Regions from separate parts of the Pan troglodytes genome. Here region 1 is linked to region 2. The links are chromatin contacts, called in public HiChIP or PLAC-seq maps. All regions are on one chromosome and are shown on one strand. The core of a region is the stretch at or near the end of the contact, and the rest is flanking DNA. Distances in the headings are between cores, read along the strand shown.

Region 1 (7,785 bases), core at 4,686-7,185, 56 kb before region 2:
CTGTCACCAAGGCTGGAGGGCAGTGGCACAATCTCGGCTCATTGCAACCTCTGCCTCCCGGGTTCAAGCAATTCTCCTGCCTCAGCCACCTGAGTAGCTGGGATTACAGGTGCGCCACCATGCCTGGCTAATTTTTATATTTTTAGTAGAGATGGGATTTCACCATGTTGGCCAGGCTGGTCTCGAACTCCTGATCTCAGGTGATCCACCTGCCTCGGCTTCCCAAAGTGGTGGGATTATAGGTGTGAGCCACCGCGCCCAGCCGAGGCTCAGATTTCTTCAGATGGGAGATGTGAATTCAAGGGTCGTCTTCTAATTTTATGGTGAAGGCTGGTCAGGAGTACCTGATAAGGTCCATAGCAGGTTGCAGAGACTTTTTTAAAAATGTCATTTCCAATAGACAAAATCTCCTGGTTGAAGTCTGCGGTCCTTGAAATTTTTGTTTCCCAGGAGCTCACTGTGAAAAGATTATTTTTGCCAATTATAATTTTTCATTAATTGTTTTGCAAGGGCACTGCAATAGCTGAATATGTCTCCCTTTAATATCATAGACGTACAGTTTCTTGGAGATAATTTCATGGGTCTGCCTAATTTTTAGCAGAGATAACTGGTGTTTACCTAAAGGGGTCGACCTCTGATTAAGCAGAACCAGTAGAAGAACTTCTGACCAAGGAATTTGAAAAGCCTTGGTTAATTTTGCCAATTGAGTTTTGATTATTCCATTGGTGCATTTCACTAACCCAGATGACTGGGCGTGGTAAGCGCAATGGAAATGCTGGAGGATGGGCCAAAGTTTACATACTGATTGGATCATCCGTCCAGCGAAGTGAGTTCCTCTATGGCTACAAGTTCCAGAGGAACTTCCCAGATTGCAATACCTTTTTCTACAGCAATTTTACTCACTGCTAAGGCAGTGCTCTTCTGCATGGAAATGCCTCTGCCCAGTGAGAAAACACGTAAATTGTTACCAGAACATGTTTGTATGTTTCTGAGGGTGGCAACAGCATGGCATCTAACGGTCATACCTCACAAGGGCCTCGGGTAAAAGGAAATGTCCTTATAATGGTTTTCCTGGATTATATTTTAGGGAACTGTGGCAATGATTGTCTGTTTCGATCTTTGTGTTTGTAGAAAGCAAAAAGTTCCTCTTCAAAGTTTCCCTTCTTGTTAAAGAGTAAATCATAAGTGTTAAAAATAATAGTGTCTTTTAAAAACTAACTTCCTTCAAGCCTCCTGGCTTTGTGCTAATAACTGCTTGTTAAGCCCTAGCCTGTGTAGCTGTTACACATGCTCACGGGCACGTAGTACATTCTATGTCCTTGAACCTTAACCAGGATATTTGTGCTGGACCTGCTCACGGGCACATTCCAGCTCGCAGCCTATGCCCCTTCCCTATTTGGCATAAGCAACTTCCTCTTTTCCTTTGTCTTTCCATTACTTTTACCTATTCAGAAAAGTTTTAAACTGTTAGCCAATCGGGTTTTAGTTTAGATTGTGAGGTCTGGCTCCAGCCAATGGAGACAGGACACAGTAGCAGGGCCAAACAGCGGCAGGGATGAAAATGGCTTCCCTCCTTTGTTCAGGTGTGCTCTCGCCATTGTTCCATCTGTGATGAGCACCCCTTCTGCAGAAAGTAAAAATGGCCTTGCTGAGAGAATTAAATTTATGTTCGAGTGCTGTTTCTTTGCAGCACTTGGGAACAAGCATTCTGTTTCTAAATAACAATTTTTACATATAACAGTGTTTTAGGAACCCCTAAAGCATCTCCACCACTTTCATGTATTATACAAATAATAGAATGGAAGGTTATAATTTGTATGCCCCAAAGGCGGAGCATTAGCAAGGTCACGTTTGATCATTTCAAATGTTGGTGGATTTTCTTCTGACGACTCTAAAGTCCTGGCATGTCCTGTTTTTAGAGAGCGTATAAGGACTGAGCTTTAAAGAAAAGTTTGGGATCCAATTTCTATAATATCCTGCCAGTCCTCCACATGCTTTTGTTTCTTGGTTGTTGGTGGTGGAAAGCTAAAATTCCTTTCAGTCTATCTAGATTAGTAGAAAGTCTTTCTTTAGATATTAAGTGGCCCAAGTACTTTGTTTTTTATAAAATTGAGGTTTTTCTTTAGGAATTTTATGTCCCCTTAGGGCTGTTGTAATGAATGTATCCCATCTTCTATAAAAGCTTGTTTATCTTCTGAGCAAAGGAGTAAACTGCCCATGTATTGTAATAAAAAAAGTTTTTTAAGAACAAGTCAAAAGACTGGGCCCAGTGCCTCGTGCCTGTAATTCCAACATTCTGGGAGGTTGCGGTGGGCGGATCACCTGGGGTTCAGAGTTCGAGACCAGCCTGACCAACATGGAGAAACTCCATCTCTACTAAAAATACGAAATTAGCCAGGCATGGTGGCGCATGCCTGTAATCTCAGCTACTCGGGAGACTGAGGTGGGAGAATTGCTTGAACCCAGGAGGCAGAGGTTGCAGTGAGCCAAGATAGCGCCATTGCACTCCAGCCTGGACAACAAGAGCGAAACTCCTTAAAAAAAAAAAAAAAAAAAGAACAAGTCAGTATGTAAGAGAACTGTCTTTGCATCAGTTGGGCTCTCAGTGTAGCCCTGAGCATGGCTGGCTGTGTGTATTGTCTGCCTTCCCAAGTAAAGGTAAAGAGAAATCAACACTTTCACCCACAGAACTACTGAAGGATGTGCTAATAAGTCCACTACACTAAAGGACTTTGATCGGGGTAGCCAAGAGGATTCTTCCAGTATCAGTGGAAGACTCTGACCATATTTGATCAAGTACTGCCTTTAGTAGGTTTTGTAATTCTTCATTATTCAATAATTCAGTGTCTTCTAGGGCAATTAGGGATCGCAATTGGGTTAGATTTTGAAACTTTTTTTATGTCTAGTAACTCAGCTTTCTCATCTAATTCTAAATACGTCTTCCCCCTTTGGGAGAAAGAAACGTGGGTATTATAATTCTAAGAAGTCTCCTTTTATAAGATGGCCGGCAGCTGATAGAACCAGAAGGAAAATGTGAGTCCCTTGTAAAGGACCTAGTTGAAAAGCTATAGGCTGAGATTTACATGCCGTTACAGGCGTATTAGTGACACCTACCCTTTGAACCTTTTTTTGACTCCAAGGAATGGAACCTTGTAACAAGACGGGATTTATTACAGAAAACATGGCTGCTCTATCAGCAAAAGCTTATGTCAGCAATGGGAACTTGTGTTAACTATTTTAAATAATTTTTATGGCCAGGTGTGGTGGCTCACGCCTGTAATCCCAGCACTTTGGGAGGCTGAGGCAGGTGGATCACAAGGTCAGGAGTTCAAGACCAGCCTGGCCAATATGGTGAAACCCCATCTCTACTAAAAATACAAAAATTAGCCGGGCGTGGTGGTGCGTGCCTGTGGTCTCAGCTGCTCGGGAGGCTGAGGCAGAGGAGTCGCTTGAACCTGGGAGGCGGAGGTTGCAGTGAGCCAAGATTGAGCCATTGCACTCCAGTCTGCGCAACAGAGCGAGACTCCGTCTCAAAAAAAAAAAAATTATTTTTCCCAAAGTAGAGGCAGGGTCACACACTTGGGTATTTAAATTCTCTGGAAAAACCAGTGGGGTCCTGGTGAGCATCAGGAAATTCCTTGATTATACTTTTAAGTTCTACCTTTGACCATAACTCATGAACTAGGGCACATAGTTGTCCCCTATGAGAGACACTGGCTGTTTGAGAAATGGCCCCAAAACAGGAGAAGGAGGAGGAAGAAAGGTGGGTGTGGGCGAGGTAATTCAGACAACAAAGGATAAAGAGAAGGAGCTGAGGGAGGAGGGGGACAAATTTCAGTAGTCTTTTTTAAATTCAGAAATTATTTTAGATAATTTTTGTTTTTCTCTCATAAATACCTTTATTAGAACTTCTTTTGGATGCTTCCAAATACCATAAAAAATAACTCTCCCAAAGATTCTGTTTTATCCTAGAGCCAGCGTTTTCCAATTGAGCAAACAAGTAAATTAGCTTGGTGTTCCAATGGTACCCGGCTTTGGTCACTGAAATGTTTTTTCTCAAGTTATGTGAGACCATTTTTCTAAATATGACGAGAGGTGGCGCCATAAGCACTGCACAGGAAACCAGCTGGAGTTTTCCAAAGATGGGTCCTTCCTGAAGGAGAAAGACTTGTTTTGGATGGACGATTGCCTATGAGTTCTCTTAAGTTTCAAAAGACTGTAAGGGAAAATCTGGTTACTCAAGAAGAAAGTTTAGACATGTCAGTTGAACTCAGCTCCAGAGCCTGGCCAGTTTTAAGGATTACAAATTTTGCTTAAGCCACGATTCGCTTCTTTTCAAAGAGAAACTGCTTTCCCCTTCTCCAAATTTGAAGGAGAAAAAAGGTTGCAAACTTTAGCAAGTAAGACGAACAAAACCTTAACCTCGAAGGATAGTGTAACCACACACCTGCAAACAGCTGACTCTTTGGAGAAATAACAAACGGAACTCTTGCCTTAAAACCAAGCCTCAACTCCAGCGCTATCAGGTGTGGACCTGGGTAGGCGGAACAGAGTCTGAACCTCAGCCCTGGGAGGCTGCCAGAGACCCCGGCCAGGTTCCCAGGCGGTCGGGTGAACCAAGGCCGCTCCGCGGGTGCCAGCGCTCCGAGTGCCAGAGAAGTGGCTCGGATCACAAGAGGCTGGCTTCGGGGCCATCTGCAGGCGCCCAAATCCCAACCTAAAATCACCACAGGGTCAGAATCTAATGTAAGGGGGTGTTATTCAAAGGCAGTTGGAGGCTGGCCCACCCGGAAACACCAGCTCCAGAGGAATGGAGTCCGCCCTCGGAAGCGGGGAGGGGAAGGGTGCCCTCGGGCAGGCAGAGGCGGAGGCTTTTAGCAGGACCGCGGCGTCCTTCCTACGAGGTGGGCGCAGTCCTAGCGTTTGATGGACGACGGGCAGTGCCTGCTTCAGGGAAGGGTGCGGCAGTCACGGTTTCCCGTCTTCTGGTCTCAGCAGTGCAGAAAACGGGAAGTTCATCTACAAGGGTCATGAACTAAGAAGGCAGGAGGTTTCTGTCCCCGGCACCGGCGAATCCCGGCCCCGAGAAAGGAACTACGGGCGCACGGAAGCGGGCGGCCCCGGCTCTCGCGGGGCTTAAAGCGCGCAGTGTGTTCGGGTTCACACCTCTAAATGTATTTTTGCCATTTCTTAAGTAGCCTTAAAAATGTCCGTCACTATTTAGTCCTTTTATCAACCGAGGGGCCCGGAAGGCCGCAGCGAGGGCGTCGGCGAGAAGCCGGGGAGGAGAAACGGCGCTTCTCTCGGGAGTTTAGGTGGCAGCTTCAGCAGCACACGTTTCAGCCCATTCTGGGGCCGTTTCTAGTGTGGTTAACGTACAAAAATAAACAAATCCCCTAAAAGTCCCACGCGGACATCGGCGGGAGCCCAGGGCCGGACGCCGCGGTGTGGAGCGAGGGCGCCGGCGCGGACTATGAGGGCCCACCGCGCCTCGTCCAGGGCTCACTTAAGAGCAGCGTGAGCAGCGCTTGGGGCCGCCGTCCGGGACGCCCGCAGCCCTTTAGGATGGAGGCCGCCGTGACCTCCGCTACCGAAAGCACCGCGCTCCCCTAGTCTCCTCAGCCGGTCGCCGTTCCCCGCCGCGCAGGCGCAGGAGCCGCGGCGAGCCCCTCGGTCACGCCTCGCCCCTCGGTCACGCCTCGCCCCTCGGTCACGCCTCGCCCCTCGGTCACGCCTCGCCCCTCGGTCACGCCTCGCCCCTCGGTCACGCCTCGCCCCTCGGTCACGCCTCGCCCCTCGGTCACGCCTCGCCCCTCGGTCACGCCTCGCCCCTCGGTCACGCCTCGCCTCGCCCATCCGCGCCGCGCAGGCGCACTGAGCCTCAGCCGCTCTCCTCGCTACCAGGCTCCTTTCCTCTATCGCGCAGGCGCACTGAACCTCAGCCCCGCCGGGAGGCGAGCCCGTTGGCGAGGGGGCGGGGCGGATGGCGAGGGAGCGGGGCGAGCTGCTTTTTGAGGCTGCGCACTCGCATGGCCCCGCCTCGCAGGTCCACTTCCGGCGCCGCGGCTGTTCCGGGCGGAGACCGCTTGTGCTAGAGTCGGAGTCGTAACGCTCCACTGACTGATAGAGCGACCGGCCGACCATGGCGCCCGGAGTGGCCCGCGGGCCGACGCCGTACTGGAGGTTGCGCCTCGGTGGCGCCGCGCTGCTCCTGCTGCTCATCCCGGTGGCCGCCGCGCAGGAGCCTCCCGGAGCTGGTGAGGGCGCCGGGGCGCGCGGGGCCGCGAAGGGGGCGGGGCGGCTGGTGAGTCCTGGTCGGGGTCGGGGTCGGGGTTTCGGCCAGGGCGCTGGGCTCGGCGGGCGGCCTGGGCCCACGGTCGCAGGCAGCGCCCCGACGGAGGCTCCTCGAGGGTCACGCCCGTTTGGCGGCCGCGGGAGCTGCCGTCGCGGCTGGGGCGCGGGCAGGGGAAGAGCCGTCTTTGTCTTTGTCTTTGTTTTGTCCAGTCGCTGCGGCCGCTCCTCGCGCGTGGCCGCGGGTTGGTCCTCGCCCGGCAGGCGGGACGCTTGGCACCTGCGGCCTCCCTTAGCCTCACTGCGACCCCAAACAGCACTCCTCGGGTTCGATCCCGAGCCGGGAAGCCGGCTCACGACGTGTTCGAGGTCGCACAGCTGGTCGGGGGCAGGCCGGGATGGCGGCCGCAGGCCCCTGCAGGGTGATGGGGGCCGCGGCCGGTGTGTCTCTACAGCCGCCGGCGTTCACGCCGCCACTCCCTCCCGGCCGCAGTTCCACGCACAGCAGCGAACGCTCGCACTTATCTTATGCCTTAGAAAGGAAGGCGTCCCCAAAACCAGGCTGTAGCATCTGATTTTGAAGCCAGCTGATTGCGGTTCTACGCTGTCCAGACGCGCAGGTGGCATTCTTCATCGTTTATCCCGTCTGCGCCAGGCCCTGCGGCCACAGTGGTGACCGACAGCCAGAGCTCCTATCCAAGAGGAGCTGAGTCCCCGGGAGGCTGACCAAGAAAGAAGCAGAGAGGGCGCGGGGGCTGGGGGAGGAAAGTGCGTGACAGGAGACTCAGAGTTCCAGAAACCGGGAGTGTTTATAGAGGGTGGCTTCCTGTGGGGCTGGGCCTGCAGGGCCTGGTGGGCTGCGGGAACATCCAGCAGGTTCTAAGCTGGAGAGTGTCATGGTTGGACCTGTTTCAGAATGTCATGCTGGCTTCCGTGTGTGGAGTTTCCAGGTGACCACTAGTGGTGGGGAATAGTGCCACCTTAACTTCAGTTTCCTGACCCTTACAATTAGGGTTGACCTGGGCCCAGCTTGAGGGGCTAATACTTTTCTCAGCTCTTGTTAGCCCAGGCTCTGTCAGGGTCTGCTTAATATAGTAGAGCACCTTTTCTTTTTGTGACCGTATGGAATGTTTATTCCGATGCAGGATTATTTGTGTTTCTTCTTACCTGCCTCCAAGTGTACTTAGGGTTTGTGACGTTAGCAATGCAGCTGCCTTGAAGTTTGTTAGTCAAGGAGGCCAGTGGTACTGTACTGGGAACTTTTGGCCCAGATTGAGTTCTAAGCGCAAATGTGCAGTGAATACGTTTCCACAAACAGAATGGGCGTCTGCAGGCAGAGTGTGTGATTCACTGAAAACTGTATCAGTGGCTCGGGGGTGTGTTTGCTTGCATTGTGAAAGCGGGAGTGTCAGGAAAACAACCATGAGGTTTTGTTTGACTGTGGTTCCTCCTGCTCTGCACTGCTGAAGGGTGCAGAGATGGGTGTGGACAAGT
Region 2 (7,776 bases), core at 2,032-4,531:
GCGATTCTCCTGCCTCAGCCTCCCGAGTAGCTGGGATTACAGGCATGCGCCACCATGCCCGGCTGATTTTGTATTTTTAGTAGAGACGGGGTTCCTCCATGTTGTTCAGGCTGGTTTCAAACTCCCGACCTCAGGTGATCTGCCTGGCTCAGCCTCTCAAAGTGCTGGGATTACCGGCGTGAGCCACCGCGTCCGGCCCCCAGTCTGTATGTTTTTATGGAAGTCTAGGCTAACACAGGATACTAATCACCAAGTGCCTCAAAGGAAAAAAACTCTTCCCTTTTTTTTTTTTTTGAGGTGGGGGAAGGTCTTTGTCCCTCACAGAAAGACTTCTTTTGGTAGCTATCTGATAGCCTTAAACAGATTTAAAAAATATTTTATACTGATTTTTGGGCTATTTTTGTTGGGTTTGTCTGAGGCAACCAGTCCTCCCTAACTGTAAGTAGAAACGTCTCTGAACGCCTCAGGGATTTCTCCTCACATGCCAAGCATCTGTGTCAGTCTTCTCACTCAGCCATTGGATACTCAGGGGCCCTTTCCATTTATGGAGTCAAATATTTCTTTAGTTCAGAGAAATTTCTTATTTTTACTTTTTCTTTGAGATAGGATCTTGCCCTGTTGCCCAGGCTGGAGTGCAGTGGTGCGACCTTGGCTCACTGCAGCTTCTGCCTCCTCAGTTCAAGCTGATTCTCCAGCCTCAGGCTTCCAAGGAGCCGGAATTACAGGCACGCACAACCACACCCAGCTAATTTTTGTATTTTTAGTAGAGATGGGGTTTCACCATGTTGCTCAGGCTGGTCTCAAACTCCTGACCTCAGGTGATCCGCCTGCCTCAGCCTCCCAAAGTGCTGGGATTACAAGCGTGAGCCACCGTGCCTGGCCTCAGAGATATGTTCTCCAATTCTGTCTTTGATTTTGTCCTGGTTTCCTTTTCTCCACCTTCTCCTGCAGCTCCTGTCAGGTGGACGTAGCCCTTCCTGTACTGATGCCCGGTGTCTCGGCCTTCCAACCTTCCCTCTCTCTTTTCTTTTTTTTTGAAATGGAGTCTCACCCTGTTGCCCAGGCTGGAGTGCAATGGCACGATCTTAGCTCACTGCAACCTCTGCCTCCTGGGTTTAAGCGATTCTCCTGCCTCAGCCTCCCAAGCAGCTGGGATTACAGGCATGCACCACCAGGCCCGGCTAATTTTTTTGTGGAGACGGGGTTTCCCCATGTTGACCAGGCTGGTCTCGAACTCCTGACCTTGTAATCCACCAGCCTCAGCATCCCAAAGTGCTGGGATTACAGGCATGAGCCACCCAGCCCAGCCCTGACCTTTCCTCTCTTAACTTCTCCATCATGGGAGAGTCCTGTGACTTTGTCTCGCAGTTCTTTGCGTCCTCAGCCAGGACCCCTCTCCTAGTCACATGTGGGTCGAGCTTTCATGTCAGCAATGCTGTTACTCATTTGCCAGTTCCCTGCCTTCTCATGAGTCTTCTTGTTGGGACCATCGCCAGGTGTGGCGACCCTCCGGAGGGGCTCTGGCCATTTGGGTTCTTTACCCTGTGCTCGTGGTAGGCCACGGTTTCTCCTGAGCTCTGGTTCCTCCGTCCATTCGATCCCCTTTGGCTGTGTCCTTCAGAAACCTCTTGGCGTTCGGTCCACCAGCGGTGTCCTCTGTGTCCCCACAGCTGCGACAGAGCCTTTTTGCATCTTTGCTGTCACATGAAGGATTCGGGGCAGGTCACAGTGTGGGAGACAGACACAGCATGAATTGAATTCAGACCACCATTGTCTTATAGCCTGGCTTTTTAAAACCTAATGTCATCTGAGCCTCTTTTTCCCTTATCCATGACTGTAGTCACGCATCACTTCGTGACACAGCAACTGGCTTAATTTCGAGCGGTAACACATTTGGGTTCTGTGTCTCATGATTTCTAAGCTGCGTGTTTCTCACTTCCACAACACTGAAGCGGGCTGCCGTCATCCACAGCCTGCCGGAGTTTAGTGTGTCTGTGCTACCTACGGTCGTGTTGTTTTATGATTAACGGTGTCTTGGAGTCGATAACTCTCTGAACCCTGCCTGCCCTAGGGCACTTCCAGGGCCAGCCATCTGTGGGCTCTGAGGCGCCACGTCCCCTCGGAAGGGGCTGGTTGCGGAGCCCCCTCCCAGGAGTCTGAGCTGGCCACCCACCTCCACATCCTCTGCTGAGGCCCTGGGCTCCACGTTCCAGAAGGAAGGGACCACACCTTATGACCTGCCTGGGACTGGGGCTGACTCTCAGACCCTCTCCCCGAAAGACTTCAGCAGCTTTCCCCTCCTAAGTGGGGGCTCTAGCCAAGAAAGTGAATTTTTGAGTAGAGGACGGTTTGTGAAGTTAAGGTCCATGAAGACTTGTCTCCATGGCTTTGCGACGTTGCTCAGTTGGCTGAGCCTTTCCCAGGCAGGACAGAAACGGCTCAGACGCTTAGGTTCAAATCCAGGCCCTGCCATTTCCCAGCTGAGCCTGTGAAGTGCGGCCTCCCCCGCCTTCGGCCGGGCTCACCATCAGATGAGACCTCCGCCACGCCCCGGCTGGCACCACCCTGGCACTCCTGAGGGACGCAGGGGTGTCCGCCCTCAGGTCCGTTCCATCCGAGGCCCTGGGATCACAGACATGGAGGCCGGGGCGGGCCAGGCACCCCAGGAATGGCGCCCGCAAGTCCGGGGAGGCCGTCCTGACGGCCCAGCGCGTTTCCCGCGTCCACGCGGTCCCCGTTCCGCCGGCACTGGCGGCGTCCAGCCTGGGTTTGCCCGCGCTCGCCGATGTGGCGGCCTGGCCAAGCTCGGCGCCGCTCACCAGCGCTGACCTGGGGGTGGTTTGACCTCCCAGTGCCTCAGTTTCTTCACAGGTAAAACGGGTCTTCTTGAGGACGGGTGTGGAGGGCCCGGGGCAGCCCCGTAGGAGCGCTGGCCAAAGGAGCCCGGCCTGGGGCCGACAGGAAACCGCGGCTGCGAGGAGGCGGGTGGCGCCCCCAATCGTCTAGGGTGCTGGCCCGATTCGCGCGGCCCCCGCGGACGGGACCCCGCGGGCCGCCTTCTCCGCTCTGTCCGCGGCTCCTGAGAGGGAACGTCACCCCCAGCGTCCTCCCTCCTCCGCCCCAGGTCCCTGCGGCCATGGGCGGCGGTCCCGGCCTCACTTCCCGGCGCCCCAGGAACGCGGCCCCAGGAAAGGAGTCGGGGCCCGGGCGACGCGGGGAGGCGGGCAGGGGTCCCCAGGGCCCGGGCTCCCCGTAAACGCTCCTGGCCCGCGCCCCACAGCGCCCTAGGGCGTCCGCGCCCGCCGGGGTCGCGCGGGACCCGCCCCGTGACGCATCTCCAACCGCCCAGAGCCGCGGCCCGGCCTGCGCGCGCCCGACGCCCCGGGGAGCGCGCATCGTGCACGCGCACAGCCACGTGACCCCGTGCCGGCCAACGGGTGCGCCGGGATTTGGGGGATAAAGCGCGGCCCCGCGCACAGTTGCGGCGGGAGAGCGGCGGGGCCGAGAGCGTGACTCGCCCGCTCCGCGCTGCTTCCCCCGCGCCGCCTGCCCGCGCCGCTCGCGCAGCCATGTCCGAGGAGAAGCCCAAGGTAAGCGCGGCGACCCCGCCTGCACGCGCGTCTATCGCTGGCGTCCCGGGCACCTCCGCCGCCGCGCGCCGCTCCTGCGGCCCTAGGAGACGGCGGCGCCCACGGGGACCCGCGCCCAGGCCTGCGGCGCCGCCCGCGCCCCCGCCCCTCCCCCGCTCCCGTCCGGCCGCGCCGCTCCCCTCCCCCGCCCGGCGGCGCTCGGCGGCGCGCCCCGCCCCCAGCCCGGCTCCGCCCCCACCCCGACTCCGCCCCGCGTCCCGCCCCTGACAGGCTCCGCCCCTTCCCGCCCTCTAGAGCCCCGCCCCTAAGTGGGCCCGCCCAAGGTGCGCCCCCTCTCCCCCAGCGAAGCGCGCTGTGCCGCGAGCTCCGCCCCCTCGGGGCCTGGCCGCGCCTCCTTGAGCGCCGGGTGTCCGGCCCCGCGCTGCTGCTCCTGCAGAGCGCGGCGCCCTCGGATCCCGCCCCAGCAGTGTCCCCGAAGCGTCTTTGCGTGCTCCTCTCCTGAGTCATTGCTGGTTGGGGTCGCCCTCTCCCCCGGCATCGCCCTGGGTGCGGGGTCCTGTGTCGAGTGCACGGAGTCGGCTCAGGAACAAGCGTCTGTGGTTACCCCCGAGGGGCGCGCTCTGAGGGGTCTGGCCCCTGTGAGGAGCACTGCCGTCCTTCCAGGGCGCCCATCGCGACCCCGGTATTCACCCACTTCTCCGCATCGCGTCCCGGCCATCGCGTCCCCCAGTGTGCGCCCAACCCTCTCCTTCGTGTCTCCCCAATCGTGCCCTCAGTGTGCACCCACTCCCACCCATCGCGCCCCGTGTGCACCCACCGCCTCCATCGCGTCCCCCGGTGTGCGCCCACCCCTCCCCATCGCGCCCCCCGGTGTGCGCCCACGCCTCCCCATCACGCCCCCCATGGTGTGTGCTCACTCCTCCCCATCATGCCACCTGGTGTGCGCCCACCCGTCCCCATCATCGCGTCCCTGGTGTGCGCCCCCCCCTCCCTATTGCGTCGCTCTCTCCATCACACCCCCAGTGTGTGCTCACCCCTCCCCGTCGCGTCCCCCAGTGTGCGCCCACCCCTATCCATCGCGTCCCCCTTTCCATCACACCCCCAGTGTGCGCCCACCCCTCCCCATCACCCCCTCCACGATGTGCGCCCACCCCTCCCCATCACGCCCCCTATAGTGTGTGCCCACCCCTCCCTATCACGCCCCACGGTGTGCGCCCACTTCTCTGAATTGCGCCTCCCCCACCATGCGCGCCCACCCCTCCTTATCCAGCCTTGGGTGGGCTTTAGTCTCCCCCATTGCCACGCTGGGGTGTGCCTCCCTCCAGTCTCAGTCCTGGGGTATGCACCCTGCATTCAGGTGCACTGGCCATTCCTTCTAGGGAGGGTCTGTAGTCGCGTTCTCCAGTGTTCATAAAAAGAGAACCTTTCCGAAGCCCTTAGTGTGCACTGTCGGCCTCTATGTTACACCCCAGTGGAAGATGACTAGAGCTGAAGGCTCTGTAAAGAGGCTGTCTCTGATACTGGCCTGGTCCTGGAGGTGACCACCCTCCCTTTACAGATGAGAGTGGAGGCTCAGTGCCAGACACTGGCGGGAAGTGGGATGGAACCGTCAGGAACCATGGTCGCGGCCTCTATGGAAGTCTGCACTCTGCTTGCTGTGGTCAGACTCCAGGGAAACCTGCCCTATCCAGATGGCATTTGGGGTGACCTTTGCTTTTTACATTTTGACTCCAGTGAAGTCAAAGTTCTCCCACTCTGGGGTTGTTTGACTATTTAAATACTTGTTAAAACTAGGCCAAATATAAATGTCCTTTATGCTTTTGTAGGTGGCTTCCTCTTAATGAAGAGTAAGTGTAATAAAATACATATGATATTAATTTTCTCAGCAGTATTTACACTTAGCTCTGCCATGTGGTCAATCTCAGGCTCCAATTCCGTTGAAAACACTTGTTTAATTCCAGAATGACTGAGTGGCTGCCACCTCACAGGCCCCGCTTCTGGTGGGTCCCCTCTGAGCCCATGTGGGAGCAGCTCTGCCCTCTGGGGCTCTGACGAAGGGGAAGAAGTGGACTCTGGGGCCCGGTGGTGCTGGAAAGAAGAGCTTTTAGGTCAGGCAGGAGAATGGTTCTGACTTCCCTGGATAGCTGAGGTGGAGGATTGACTGTAGCAAACTGAGGCCCATGTTTTTAGGGCTTCACTTTTTAACTCACGAGTTCACTTGCTTATTAGGAATTCACCAGGGGTCTGGGACAGATCGTCATTCCTGGTGTCCATCTGTTTGGAGCAGAGGCACTGTGGCCGGCCCTGCCCTGCCCCAGCCTCTCCCGGGGCTGCAGCCATTCCCCCCGGGGCTGCAGCCATTACCCTGTGGGGGACGTCTGGGCCCTGCATCTGTGCCTTTGAACACACTCATACCTTCCTTCCCTAAAGAAGCCAGTGCATCCTCATGCTTGGGGAAGTGAAGGGGGCTCATGCAGGGGTCCCCACTTCCATCCTGCCTGGAGCTGTTTGCATGCTCTTCCTTCCTAGGCCAGTTGTCCCTGTGCTGGAGGCCACATTCGGGATGGGGAGATGGGGGTGTGCCAGCTCACCACTCAGGCTGCCGCCAAGCCACTGGCATCCCGGGAGTGGGCAGGGGTGTCTGGCCCAAGACTGGAGTCAGGGGGTGAGTGCCGCCCCAGGACACGCACCTTCAGGCTCGCAGCTGGAGCCCCTCACTGCCAAGGCCCCTTGCAGGCCACTCTAGCTCCCTTGACAGAGCACCATACCTCCCCAGAGTCTCCCCAGGGTGCATACCCCAGGGAACCAAGCATGGGTGCAGTCCCTGGGTTCACCCTCAGGCGAGCCTTCTACATCCCACTCCCTGTATTTAGGCAACGCTGGGACAGTTGTCCCTCTCCCAGCCAGGGAAGGAAAGGAGAAGTGGAGAGAACAGGCGTGTGATGTACAGTGCTCCCTGAGGGCAGCAGCTCAGCATGGGGTGAAAGGGTACCAGGACGCCCCAGACTTGACTTTCAGAGTGAGCTGGAGGGCCCTGCCTCATTGCTTCACTCACAAACGACTTTATCCCAGCAGTGCAGGCCGGCAGAGGGGTGCCCCACTTTTCGGCTCAGAGTGAGCTGCCCCGAAGTTGGCTCCCAGTCTCTTGACGTCAGCTTTTTGCCTCAACTCAAAATGCATTTTCAGGCAACAAGACACCCCGATTGTGCCATTGTTGAGTAGCTTCAAGTATGGCATGAATTAAAAAATAAAATAGTACCACCTACTGCCGCTCAGATAGGACAGTTTGAAACCAGAAAGTACTCGGAGGTGGCTTCCCTCACATTTGCCAATGTCAGGGCAGCGAGAAGGAGCCTGGCTGCCTGCTGTGGGGAGTGGCCGTCCTCAGTTGGATTCTCGAAATCACCACTTGAATGTCCCATAGGGTTCCTCTGAGTCACAAATGTTTTCTTCTGTTTTTGGTTTCTTTTACTAGTGCTGTATAGCTGCATGACTTTTGGATATGTGTTTTTACTGGTTTCATAAGAATTTTTTAAAAAAGAGATGGGGTCTTGCTCTGTTGCCCAGGCTGGTCTCAAACTCCTGGGCTTAAGCCATCCTCCCATGTCAACTCCCAAAGTACTGGGATAACAGGTGTGAGCCACTGTGCCCAGCCCACAAGAATAACTTTAAAATAAAGATGGATTTTCTCTTATTTTTCCCTAGACTTTGTTTTTTTCTTTGAATTAACAATGTCAGAGGACCCTAGACTTGCATTGTTTTACACATGGATGCTTAACAAGTGGAAGTTAAAAATAAATTCTGTGTAAAAATAAAACCATCACGAGTGACTCTGAATTGCTGGAGAATTTTAAGAATTAGGTTGGTTTTGATGACTTTAAAAAGCCAACAATTACCTAAAGACTTGCTCTTTCAAGTCGCGGTTATTTTGAGACACAGTTTTGAGGCCAGTCTCTGGTGTCTTCTGCAGGAGGGTGTGAAGACAGAGAATGATCACATCAACCTGAAGGTGGCCGGGCAGGACGGCTCCGTGGTGCAGTTCAAGATCAAGAGGCACACGCCGCTGAGCAAGCTGATGAAGGCCTACTGCGAGAGGCAGGTGCGGCACCTTGCTTCCCCGCAGGGCCTCCCCGTGTGCGCCCTGGTCCTGTGCGTTCCAGGCATCCCCAGAGCATGAGTGTCTCGG

The links. HiChIP or PLAC-seq counts read pairs in DNA pulled down with a chosen protein or histone mark.
Region 1: an H3K4me3 HiChIP or PLAC-seq map of stem cell-derived excitatory neurons shows a contact between it and region 2, with 2.7 times the contacts expected there. The contact joins the promoter of PTTG1IP here to the promoter of SUMO3 in region 2. A contact is called at or near these places in 1 of 7 Hi-C or Micro-C datasets (stem cell-derived neural progenitor cells) and 1 of 1 datasets of contacts at active chromatin or transcription factors (stem cell-derived excitatory neurons).

What each region holds. Positions count from the first base shown.
Region 1 is chr22:45,517,860-45,525,644 of NHGRI_mPanTro3-v2.0_pri, reverse strand. It overlaps PTTG1IP (PTTG1 interacting protein), which reads left to right and starts at 5,935. Exons shown (of 6, transcript NM_001280216.1): 1 at 5,935-6,257. The coding sequence starts at 6,143.
Region 2 is chr22:45,459,186-45,466,961 of NHGRI_mPanTro3-v2.0_pri, reverse strand. It overlaps SUMO3 (small ubiquitin like modifier 3), which reads left to right and starts at 3,281. Exons shown (of 4, transcript XM_024352427.3): 1 at 3,281-3,590; 2 at 7,561-7,689. The coding sequence starts at 3,570.